Linked DNA regions of Rattus norvegicus: region 2 is linked to region 1. Evidence: chromatin contacts called from public Hi-C data. All regions are on one chromosome and are shown on one strand. Each heading gives the region's core, a stretch centred on a gene start, on an enhancer-like site or on the middle of the called end of the contact. The rest is flanking DNA. Distances are from core to core; before and after follow the strand shown. Region 1 holds the start of Clec2l (C-type lectin domain family 2, member L). Region 2 overlaps Hipk2 (homeodomain interacting protein kinase 2).

Evidence for each region. Hi-C and Micro-C count contacts between places; a contact is called where the count stands out from the background.
Region 2: a Hi-C map of liver shows a contact between it and region 1, with 1.7 times the contacts expected there. The contact joins the enhancer-like site here to the promoter of Clec2l in region 1. A contact is called at or near these places in 5 of 12 Hi-C or Micro-C datasets (Schwann cells, frontal cortex, liver and 2 more).

Annotation. Positions count from the first base shown.
Region 1 is chr4:68,361,971-68,367,608 of GRCr8, reverse strand. Clec2l (C-type lectin domain family 2, member L) reads right to left here and starts at 2,449. Exons shown (of 5, transcript NM_001044233.2): 1 at 2,269-2,449. The coding sequence starts at 2,449.
Region 2 is chr4:68,414,114-68,419,751 of GRCr8, reverse strand. All of the region lies in intron 12 of Hipk2 (homeodomain interacting protein kinase 2), which reads left to right. Among named protein-coding and RNA genes, the nearest start is that of Clec2l, 52 kb to the right of the region's middle. Within about 2 kb of position 2,636, at least 3 of the 93 cell types and tissues checked have an H3K27ac peak or open chromatin away from gene starts, as enhancers often do. A contact at or near this core is called in liver, where this site is marked.

The DNA of each region.
Region 1 (5,638 bases), core at 1,200-3,699:
AAGGGAACTAGAGTCTCTCCAGTCAGCCCCTCTGAGCCCAGTGTCCTTGGTCACACAGGAAGAGGGACAAGCTTTCCTAGCAGAGGGAAGCAAATCCCTTGGCGGTTTCATGTGTTAGTGGCCAAGGAGTCCTTGAGTGAGATATTTGAAGCTCTCACTCTCCACATCCTCTCCAGGGCTGCTCCGCTCATTAAGGGTGGAGAGGAACTGAAGTGAGGGGCAACCTCAACTCAAAGGACTCCATCAGAGTAGCCAGTCCTCCCTGTTCCCTGGACTCCCCGCCCAAGCTTTCGGGTTCTGTGTTCAGGGGGCTGGGAAAGAAAGCCGCCACAACCAAACCTACGCTCTGGACCTTTCTCTGATTGGCACTGTGAGGTGGAAATCATGCCGTGATTCACAGACCACAGGGCCTAGCACCACAGAAAGAGCTAGTCAGCTCAAAGGTCCCATATGGTGGTAGCCACTGGCGAGAACAAGTCCCAACCCCTGGGCTCTCCTCTTTGGATGGAGGTCGGGCACCAACAGAACTAAAAAGTCCCATAACAGTCACCAGGCCAAGACACCAAGCACCCAAGAGCCATGGTGTATGTGTGTGTAGGGGGGCGGGGTGCTCTTATGTGCCCAGAGACCAAAAGAGGAGCAATGGTGATATCAGTAGGGAGCCATGCCAGTTCAGGTGACACAAGACTGGACCACAAGAAGATGCCAAGAACGGTGGTGTGCTGGACCACCACCATTCTTGCTTTCCTCCATCCCAGTGTGTGCCCTCTTCTTCAGAGGATGGGCAGGGTCAGTCGGCCACACTGACAGTGGGAAAGACAAGAGTCAATATATTCAGTGTCAGAGGTAAGGCCAGAGCCAGCAAGCGAGCCACACTTCCCTGAAATAACACTACCCAGTAAAGGTTAATAGAGCTGGCCCTTTCAAATACTTTCCAAAACATGAAGAAATATAGACTAGGGGAGGGAGTGATATAAGAAATACTATTGGTAGGAGGCAAGCTTAGGTCACAGGGAAAACCCAACCACTAACCAGAAACACACATCCCAGGAAGACGGTTAGTTGGCCTTATCTCACCCAAGTTTCTGGTCGTCCTTTGTAAAGCCTTGCATCTAAGGAAACTGTCTTTACCTCCATGGTTCCTAACCACTATTAGGCTTAGAGTCTGAACTGCCCTCCACAGACAGTACCTGGCCCTGGCACACAGACTTCAGCCAAAGGTGCTTCATGCCCTGCTGCCCCATCACCTAACTGGGCACAGGTGGCTTTGTCCCTTCCAGACCACCACCCACCTTCCTCACTGACCAACCTTCCTCAGCAGGCCCTCCCCACGCACATCTGCTGTCTTAACCCCTCAACAGCTCCTTCAAACAAAAAAACAAACTTCTGTAGCCTGTCCTGGGTGGTCCCTCAGATATCCCTCTCGTATTCTATCTCTCCCTCCATCCCTCATTTCTCATGCCCTCATCAGCACCCAGCACCATAGGGTTCAGTTATCCACAAGGGACTGGCTAATTCCACACCCACCTCCTATTGTTAATTGACCTGGTGCACTCCCTCCTGTCTGTTTCACACCCCTGAGAGATCATCTACTCTGAGATGCCCTTTTCTGACTCTACCCCTAGTTAGTGCTACCCAGTTCCTACTAGGTAGGAGCATGAGAAGTGCCTGGAAGCTGACCCTCCCTGTGTCCAACTCCCGTATCTCCCGGAGCACCAGACACCAGAGGTACACCAATCCAAGTTTCTTAAAAGAGCAGGTGAACTGAATGAAGTCTCTTCCCGTACTGTCTTCTAGACAGACTGAGGTCACTCCCTGAGCCAGGATAACAAGAAGGAATGTGGCATCCCAACATTTTAAGAAGGTCCTCCGGGGTTTCTTCTCCATTGGCCCCATCACCAGCAGTGCGGCCCTCCCACCCCACGGGGTGGAGGCACCACCTCCGAGATTCAAAGCTTTTGCTTTTATGAAGCCCTCAGTGTCTTCTCTACTAGAGATTCAGGCCGCCACGCAGGTGCTTCACGTCGGACCCAACTAAGGTTTGGAGCATAAAGCGTGCTCCAAGGTCAAAGAGGGATTTGGCAGTAAAGATTTGTCAAAGCAGTGACCTGAGGTGGTCCCCAGGGGCCTCTTCCCCCTCCCATAGCGACATCTGCCTGCTCTGGTACGAATAAATCCTCCACATCGCCCCTCTGCGAGCTGTCAAGGTGACTGGCCACTTCCTAGGTCCTGAGTCGGGGACCGGAGGATGGAAGGCTGCGCGCTTACCCTCCAAGGCCGCCTTCCAGCTGGTGCTGCCCTCATAGCCAGACCCGGATCGCCTCAGCAGCCCCTCTGGGCCTCGGGCCTCTGCCTCGGCTGGAGAGCGTGGCCTGGGCGCAGCGGGCGCGGGGCGAGCGGCCGGGGGCGGCGGGCGAGCGCGTGCGGGGGGCTCTCTGGCCGGCTCCATTCCGCGACGCGCGCGCGCTCCTGCACCCGGCAGCGGAGCCCGGCCCCAGGCGCACTCGGCGCTGCGCGCGCCCCGCGGGCCCCCCAGGCCGGCTTGGTGCTCCGGGGCCGCGGCGTCCGCAGGCCGGGGCTGAGCCCGGCTCCCCGCGCCGGAGACGCTCCGGTCCCCGCCGTGCGCGCCGCAGCCTGCGCGCCGAGCCCCGCACGGGGGAGGAGTCGGGGCTGCGAGGGAGCCGCGACCGCGGGCGGGGTTGCGGAGAGAGAGGACAGCTCAGGTCACCAGCCCCGCCACCCGCTCCCGCGCAGCTGTGAGCCAAGGCACTCCTCCGGAGTCTTGTAAAGTGGGGGGAGTTTCTCTAGACAAGGCCCTGGGAAGGCTGCTCCTGGGGTGCCCTCCCTGGAGGCAGAGAAGACGGATGGGGGCTGGGACTTGCCCCCCAGATTCTCAGCAGCTAAGAGAAACATTCCGCACCGCTGAAGCCATGGTCTAAGGGGACAGGGCCGAGCAGCGCTGCAACCAGAGAGCCACGCCGACCATCTATTACAGTTCAGGGACTTTTCTCCACATTTTTGGCTTATTATGAATGTCCACGTTTGCACATGGAAGCCAGAGGTCTTCACTGGGTATATTCACTCTCCACTTTTTTTTAAAATCTAGGATCTCACTCTTTAGCCCTAGAACTCTCTATGTAGACCTACGATGGCTACTAGCCTGCCTCTGGCCCTCAAGTGCTGAGATTAAGGTCATACACCACTGCACTTGATACCAGATACCGTCTTTTCCCTCAGTGAACCTAGGGTCCACCAATTTAGCTAAAGCGAGCTGGCTAACCTGCTCCAATGATAGGTCTCTGCCCCCACTGATGGGTTTAGATGCTTGACACCAGCCCAACTTTTACATGGGTGCTGGGACCTGAACTTCTTAGGCCTGTGCCACAAGCACTTTACCTACGGAGTCATTCCCTCTGCCTCTCTTCTGGGATTTTTGAGACTGAATTTCACTGTATAACTCTGGCTGGCCTGGAGCACTCAGTAGACCAGGCTAGCCTCCAGCAACTGTCCCCCAGCCTTTTCCTCCCAAGTGCTGAGATTACAATTACGTGTCATCACAACCCAGCTAAGCTGCAGGCACTTGTCGGACAGTAGCTGACACCCTGGCAGTGAGTTGAAAGTGGAATTAAGGAAGCCCAGAGCACAGCTGGGCACGGGAACCCAAGCCTGTCATCCGGCTGCTTGGGACACAAAGCAGAATTGAGAATTCAAGTTCAGCCTGGGTAGGCTACATAGACAGAGGCCAAACTGAGATGTATAGCGAGGTCCTGTCTCAAGAAACAACCAATCAAAAGGGCCAAGGGAGATGCCCTCTGTGACCTTTCCTAACCTCTGACCTCTAGTGCTGTACCATAGCCTCAGCCTCCAGCATGGGCCAACCTTAGTGCTCTCTCTCTCTCTCTCTCTCTCTCTCTCTCTGTGTGTGTGTGTGTGTGTGTGTGTGTGTGTGTGTGTGTGTGTGTGTGTGTGTGTGTGCTCTCAGCTCCAACTCCAGCACTATGCCTACCTGTGGCCCTGCTTTCTGCCATGATGGCCCTGGATTCTAACCCCCTGGAATGTAAGATCCCTATAAACTCTTTCTTCTAAGTTGTGTTGGTCATGATAGAAAAGTTGTGTTTTCAAGCGATAGAAAAATAACTAAGATACCTGGAATGCACAAGGCCCTGGCTTCTATCCCTGACACCTTATTAACTGAGTGTCATTCAAGGTCATCCTTGATTACACAGTAAGTTCAAGGGCAGTCAGAGCTGAAGACCCTGTGTGGATGATGGAGGTGATGGTGGTGATGGTGAAGATGGTGGTGTGGCGATGGTGGTGGTGGTGATGGTGGTGGTGATGGTGATGGTGGTGGTGATGGTGGTGATGGTGGTGGTGGTGGTGATGGTGGTGGTGATGGTGGTGATGGTGGTGGTGGTGGTGATGGTGGTGGTGGTGGTGATGATGGTGGTGGTGGTGGTGATGGTGGTGGTGATGGTGGTGGTGATGGTGGTGATGGTGGTGTAGGAGTTGTGTTAGGAGGAGGTGGAGAGTAACTGTCAGGCACAGGAGCCATTGCCTCTTAAGCCTGCTGGATTAAGTAAGATTGGCCATTTCCTCTACTTTAGCCCTGGGAACATTGTCTACTTCTCTAGAGAAGCACCTAAGTAGAATACCAACCTCAAAGCTGCAAACCTCATCACACTGGTACAGGAAGCACCAAAGACATTAGAGCAGGGTAGGTAATGACCACAATTGTAGGACAGTTAGCTTTGGGGCCAGGCACAAGGCTGCTTCGGAGCAGAGGGTCAGCAAGAAAGCTCTTGCTGTGAATAGTTGAGCTAAACAGACGTGACAAAAACAGAGTAGCTCAGCTGAGGCAGGGGGCTGACTTTGCAGCATTCCAGCCATGACTTTCAGACTTCCAAACCAGGACCCAACCTTTGGAGTCCTCCCAACCCCTAATGGACCCCCTTCATCCCAGTGCCTTTGGGGACCACTGCCCCAAAACTGCTTGATCTCAATCAACTGCTCTGAGGCACCCAAACTCAGACAAGGGTGTTCAGACAAGGCCTCAGCCAGTGAGGGATTGCCGAGATCACAGAGACCACCTTGTGATGGCCACATCCACTGAGGTGATGCTGATGAGACACGGAGTTCCTAAGCTGGTTCTCTGGGACATGGGAGGCTAAATCAGCATCAACTGGCCCTGCAGAGCAAGCATATGTATGAATACTGTGGGCCTGGGCCCACAGGAGTAGGAGGAGGCAGATGTGAGGGTCCTGCACTGAACACAGAGTCTCCATGTTTATATCACATACTGCTAAACATGATTGATCAGAAATGAGGTGAGCCGAGGGAGCAGAGTCTAAGTGGGCTGGCCAGGTGGCTCAGCAGGTAGAGGCACTTGCTGCTAAAGCTGAGGATGTGAGTTCAGTTCCATGTGGTGGAAGGTGAAAATCAACTCCCACAAGTTATCCTCTGACCTATACACACGCACGCGCGCGCGCGCGCGCGCGCACACACACACACACACACACACACTGACACACATGCACACACACTCACACATGCACACATGTGCACACACTTACTCACACACATGCATGCACACACATGCACATACACTCACACACACATACACTGACACACATACACACAC
Region 2 (5,638 bases), core at 1,387-3,886, 52 kb before region 1:
GTGACTACCAATGAGAGGGAGGGAACAGACAAACCAGACTCGCGGTGCCATGTAAGGGACGCTTGTTTTAAGCTATAACACATGCCTAGGTTGAAAACTGTTTCAGTTTTGTGAGTCACCCCAGCAGTGGAAGTCTGTACACAGCCGTCCTCACTGTGTCTTCATCACGTGCATCCATTTAAACAGGTCAGGGATGGAGCGGAGAGGCTCTAAGACTGCATCTGGAAAAGGCAACACTGCAACCTGTCTGTCCCCAGCAGCTTATCCTGATGCTCTGGTGTCCCACAGCCACTCTGATGTATGGCAAGCTCCTGTTGGTCCTCACTCTCCATAGGTGGAGCTGTGGGCACCAGAGAGGGGTTGGATCTGCTTACAGTGCTCAATGCATGGGCTTAATGTTCCGGCAACCCAAGCCAGCTGGTTCAGGAAGAGATAACTGAGGAATGGGGAGGGAAACCTGGCGCCTCCTTCCAGGCCCATTCCTGATGTCCTACAAAGCAGTCATGTGAAGGCTGGCCTTAATGTTGACACACATGTGAGTGTATACATACAGGTACAAATAAGCAGTTATCATTTGAATGAAATATATGAACCATATTAAAATGAAGTTGTGGAGAATGGAAGATAGCTTAGTTGTGAAAGTGCTCGCCATGCATGCATAAGGACCTGAATATGAACCCTGGAACCCACAAGAAAAAATTGAGCATGGGAGTGCATGCTTGCAATTCCAGCCCTGGATTCCAAAGACAGGCAGATTCCCTGAGACACAGTGGCTGACTAACCTAGCTTAGCCTACTTGGCAAGCTCCAGACCAGAGAGACACCTTGTCTCAAAAAAGAAGATGGCCATCTCCTGAGGCATGACACCTAAGGTTGACCTCTGACCTTCATGCCTAGGCATACACATAAACACACCTACATGAACAGGAAACAAACAAATCTAAGATATCTTTTCTCTTCTAATAGCTAAATTAAAAGCTATATAGCATCAAAAGGAGAACTGTGGTCTTCAAGCTCTGCTTCTTATCCTTCTCATAGGAGCAGGCTTAAAGTAATCCACTGGTATTTCCGGTCATGGGGACAAAGCAATAAGGTTAGCTGAACCCTCATGTCTTATTTCCTTCAGCTGGGAAACTGGGAGGAAACCATCCCGTGCTGGGAAAAAGAAGCCACTCTTAACAAATGGGCCCTGGAGACTCCAGAGGGAGAGTTTGCCTCATTTTACTATTGCAGTGTTTGCTAGGAACCTCTCTGGGGTGCAGAGGCCTACGCAGCGTAGTGATTAAGACTGCAGATGCTTTGACCTAGGGCAAGCAAAGGACGGAAGCCCTCCTTATCTGTAGTCATTGTCTATAAGAGGAAAGTAATCATTTCTTACCGAGTAGCCTTGTTCTGAGGACTGAAGGAAATAACAAATACGGCACTTTGAATGGTACATATTAGATACGTGTCCAGTGTGTGCCATCAATGTTGGAATGAAGAGTAGGGTTTTGATTTTTGCTTTCACATGTGGTATTTTCTCTGAAGTCAGTGGAGACAAAGGAGTCACGGAAAGTTTATTGGAGGAGATGAGTTTTGACCTTGATCTTGAAGGATGAAATTGACTGAGATTAGCAAATAGAAATCAGAACTCCATTGCAGACGGGATCCTACAGGGGTGGATGGGGTCAGAGGCTTGCACCTGCTCCTCTGCCAGTTGTTCCTCCTCTGCGGCTCATTTCTATACTTCCTAGCTCCTTATTTCCCCTCATCACTTCAAAATGATGAGAATCATCTATTGCCATGACAACACAATGGAGTCACGAGCTCTCGCTTTGCTTCTTGTTCAGAAGCAGTGTCTATCAAGGCCATTTGAGTAAATACTTATCATTCTACTCCTAGCTCGCGCTCTCTCTCTCTCTCTCTCTCTCTCTCTCTCTCTCTCTCTCTCTCTCTCTCTCTCTCCTATTAAGCAGCTCAGAATAGGATTGATAAACTGTCAATAATAATTAGAGACAATGGTGGAATGAGTCCCTGTAGTATTGACATGTATGAGCCTGAAGAACTATCAGTGTCAATCTCAAATGTGTGCTGGGTGTTTTAAGTGAGCCATTCAGCAGCTCCCCATTGTTCTCTGATCTGGATAGTATATTTACCTAGAGCACAGTTACTTCTAGCAATAGACAAGAATAGAAACAGAGCTATCAAACTAATTCATCTTTCCCAAACCTGTCAGATAAAAATCCAAAAAGATACAATGTTAGGCTGCCATGTGATTTTTGCTTGTTAGTCATGGGACTTGCCAGCTACAGAAAAAGGGATGAGCCTCGTGAAGAGTTTGGGGAGCTTTTCTCTCCCCACCTCCCTCACAGATAACAAGACACTGACATGTAGCACTCACTCCAAGCTAAGCTCCCAGCTCCCACAGGACTCTGCAGAAAGCCTCTCTTCAGTGGCAGTGTGCTAGTCCGTGAGGTAGTGTATTATGCCTTCAGAAAGTTCCAGCAGCTAGGAAATTTGATCCGCATTAAACTGAGCTTCTTCCCACTTTGCAAATAAGAGTTACAGATTCCAGTGGGCGCAGTTTGAATTGTGTCAGAGGTCAGACTACAGTTGGTCAAAGTCAGTACTGTGTGTGTTGCTTTGCTTGCTCACTCTCTAAGTGACCAATGGCCTAGGGAGGGAGGCTCAGCAGGAAATGTCCAGGGCCCAGTGTATGTGTAAGTTCCTCTCACTGAACATGAACAGGAGACCGGATTATCTTGAATGTCTTTCATAATAAATCTCTGGGCGATATTCAAAATGGGCCCTTTCATACTGCAGATAATCTCTCCCACTTCCCCTCGTAATTTCAGAGTTGGTCAGAGCTGGATGGATGGTATAGGGCTGTGGTTCTCCAGGGTCCCACCTGGAAAGGGACAGCAGAGCCAGTGCTAGAATACTATTTGCAGCTACAGAACATTCCCCTGCAGCAGAACATATCCCCATGTCAGTAAACTGTGAAAGGAGCCACAGCGCTTGGGCTATTAATCAAGTACTAGCAGTGACAGAAGTCTGAGTGCAACAGAGTAGCAACCCTCTGTGTCCCCTTGGGACTGCCAGCCCCACCCCTAGTCCCGGAAGCACTTTCACCTATGCAGGTGAGCTGGGAGGGGAACCCCCAACAACAGGACAGCAAACCGTTCAGCTCAGAGACCAGTGTCTACTCCCACCTCAGAAAAGAACAGCAGGTCCTCCTCATGCCCCAGCTTTCACTCTGGCCCCCACATCTCCATTGCTTCTCCTGCCCCAGGTTCCGGGACTTTTCCCTGGAGACTCACTCTCTAACTCTAGGGACAAACCACAGTTACTTGTAGCCCCTGAGGTCTGCTAAGGCAGTGCTGCACAGGGCTCTAGGCTACATCATAGGAGCTTTTTATGGTGGATGAACCTATGGGCTTTTTAAAATTAGAAATAATTCATATACTATACAATTCACCAGTTTGCCTTGTGCAGTTCACTAGGGAGATTCCACATTAGTTTTTAACATTATGGTAAAACATGGAATTTGCCACTTTCACCATTTAACCATCAGGGGCGCGAATTGCCACCATTATCTGTGATCTACTCCAAAACTTTTCTGTCATTCCAACCCAACATTCTGTACCCACTAAATAGTTGTATGTTTTCCTCTGCCTGCCCTGTTCCCCAGACCTCTGGGATCTGTAACCTGTTTCCTTTTGTATGAGTTTGCCTAGTCCACACGCTTCATGTGTTGACTCATGCAGTTTATATCTGGCTTATTTTATGTGATGTATAGGATCCATATGAGAACTTCACTCAAGAGTTTGGAGAGATGGCTGGAGAGTTAAGAGCACAGAATGCCCTTCAGTGGCTCTAAGTTCTGTTCCCAGAACGGCCTGTAACTCCAGTTCAGGGCATCCTGACATCTCTGACTTCTGCAGACACTTGCACACATGTGTGTGCGCACGCGTGCGCGCGCGCACACACACACACACACACACACACACACACACACACAAGACAATTTTTAAAAATTAAGTTAATGTGAAGAGCTGTAAATCTATGTGACCAGTTCATTCCTTGCCTTCTGTTGGGTTCTTAACAATTGTCATCTGGAAGAGTCATTTGACAGTTCATCATGGAAGGCTTTGTGACATCCATTATTCTGGCTGGTTATTTTAAAGCTTTTACTGTTTAACTTGTCATGTTGTTATACAGTCTCCCACTGAGCTTTTTATCTTCGAGGACAGAGGCGTGTTTCTATTTCTTTGTGCAGCTATTCCCTGTGGCACTGACTGTAGATCTCCAAGATTCCAAACTAATGACTTGTCTTTTTCTTTCCTATCAATCTTCTGGCTTAGCACAGACTAGAGAAGAAACTTCTTCAGTAAGTCCTTCCCTCATAAAATTCGTTGTGACTGGTAGGGTTCTGGGCAGAACCGCTTTCTCGTGTTGTATAAGAATATATACAAGTTGAATGTCCTTTATCCAAAAGGCTTGATGCCAAGTGTGGTAACACATGCTTTAATCCTAGCACTCAGGAGGCAGAGGCAGGCGCATCTCTGAGTTTGAGGCTTCTCTAGACTACGTAGTGGAATCCTGTCTTCAATAAGGCTTGGATCAAGGCCTACACAGTTCTAAGCTAGATGGGGTCCCAGCACTGAGAGGGGTAGTGGACACAAGGCCCTGTCCCTAACTCAGAAGTTATTTTCAAGTGATAACCACTAAGGAAGAATCCCACTGCTCTACAAACCACATGTATGGGCAGGCCCCCTGCCCAGCACCAGATGGCCAACACAAAATGACCTCAGTGGCATTTTTGAAGTTTTGTTTCCTAGTGATTTGTCTGGGCATTTTTTAAAATGTACTTTACAAGTCATTTGCTTATATATTGTGGTTTTTTGAGGATTTCAAAAATCTGACTGTTTTTGTAGGATTTCTCGATGTGGATATGGGGGTGTCAGTATCTACATTTGCCTGTCTCCTTTTCTGCTTGTTTTGTCCTATTCTGATTTTTTTGTATGTTTTGTGGGATTTTTGTGCTGCTTTTGTGTATGTGTGTAATGATAGGGAAAGAAAAGGTGTGGATTGAAGCAGAGAGAATTCTGGGAGAATTTGAGGGAGGAGGAACCATGACCAGAATACATTATATGAAAAAAATCTATTCTCAATAAAATTTAAATTATTTTTAAAGGCTTTGAACCAAAAATGTTTGAATTTCAAATTTTCCCATGTACATATCTCCTGAAGGAAATTTTACACAGTTCATCTTAGTAAGCTGCTTTTGACCACAGCCTACCATATCAGGTCAGACATGGATTGTCTCACTAATGCTACCATGTCACAACTCAGGAAGTTTTGGATTGGGGGCCCCTGGGATTTGGGGTTAGGGATGCTCCTCCTCTATAATGATGGTGTCACTTTATCGATGCCCTCCTTCACATGTCCTGTGCAGTGTTATTCTCTCACCTCGTCCCAAGAGCACCCTGATACTGGTTCTGTTATTGCTCGTATTGTCATTGTGTAGACAACCAGTTCCCAAGGCCCTATCGTCAGCACACACTAAAGTTAAACATCTGGCTGGAGGCCCGTGTTCTGACCCACAGAGCCAGCTAGGGTCTTCTGCCCTAAATCAGCAAGAATGGGGAGCCTGGCCA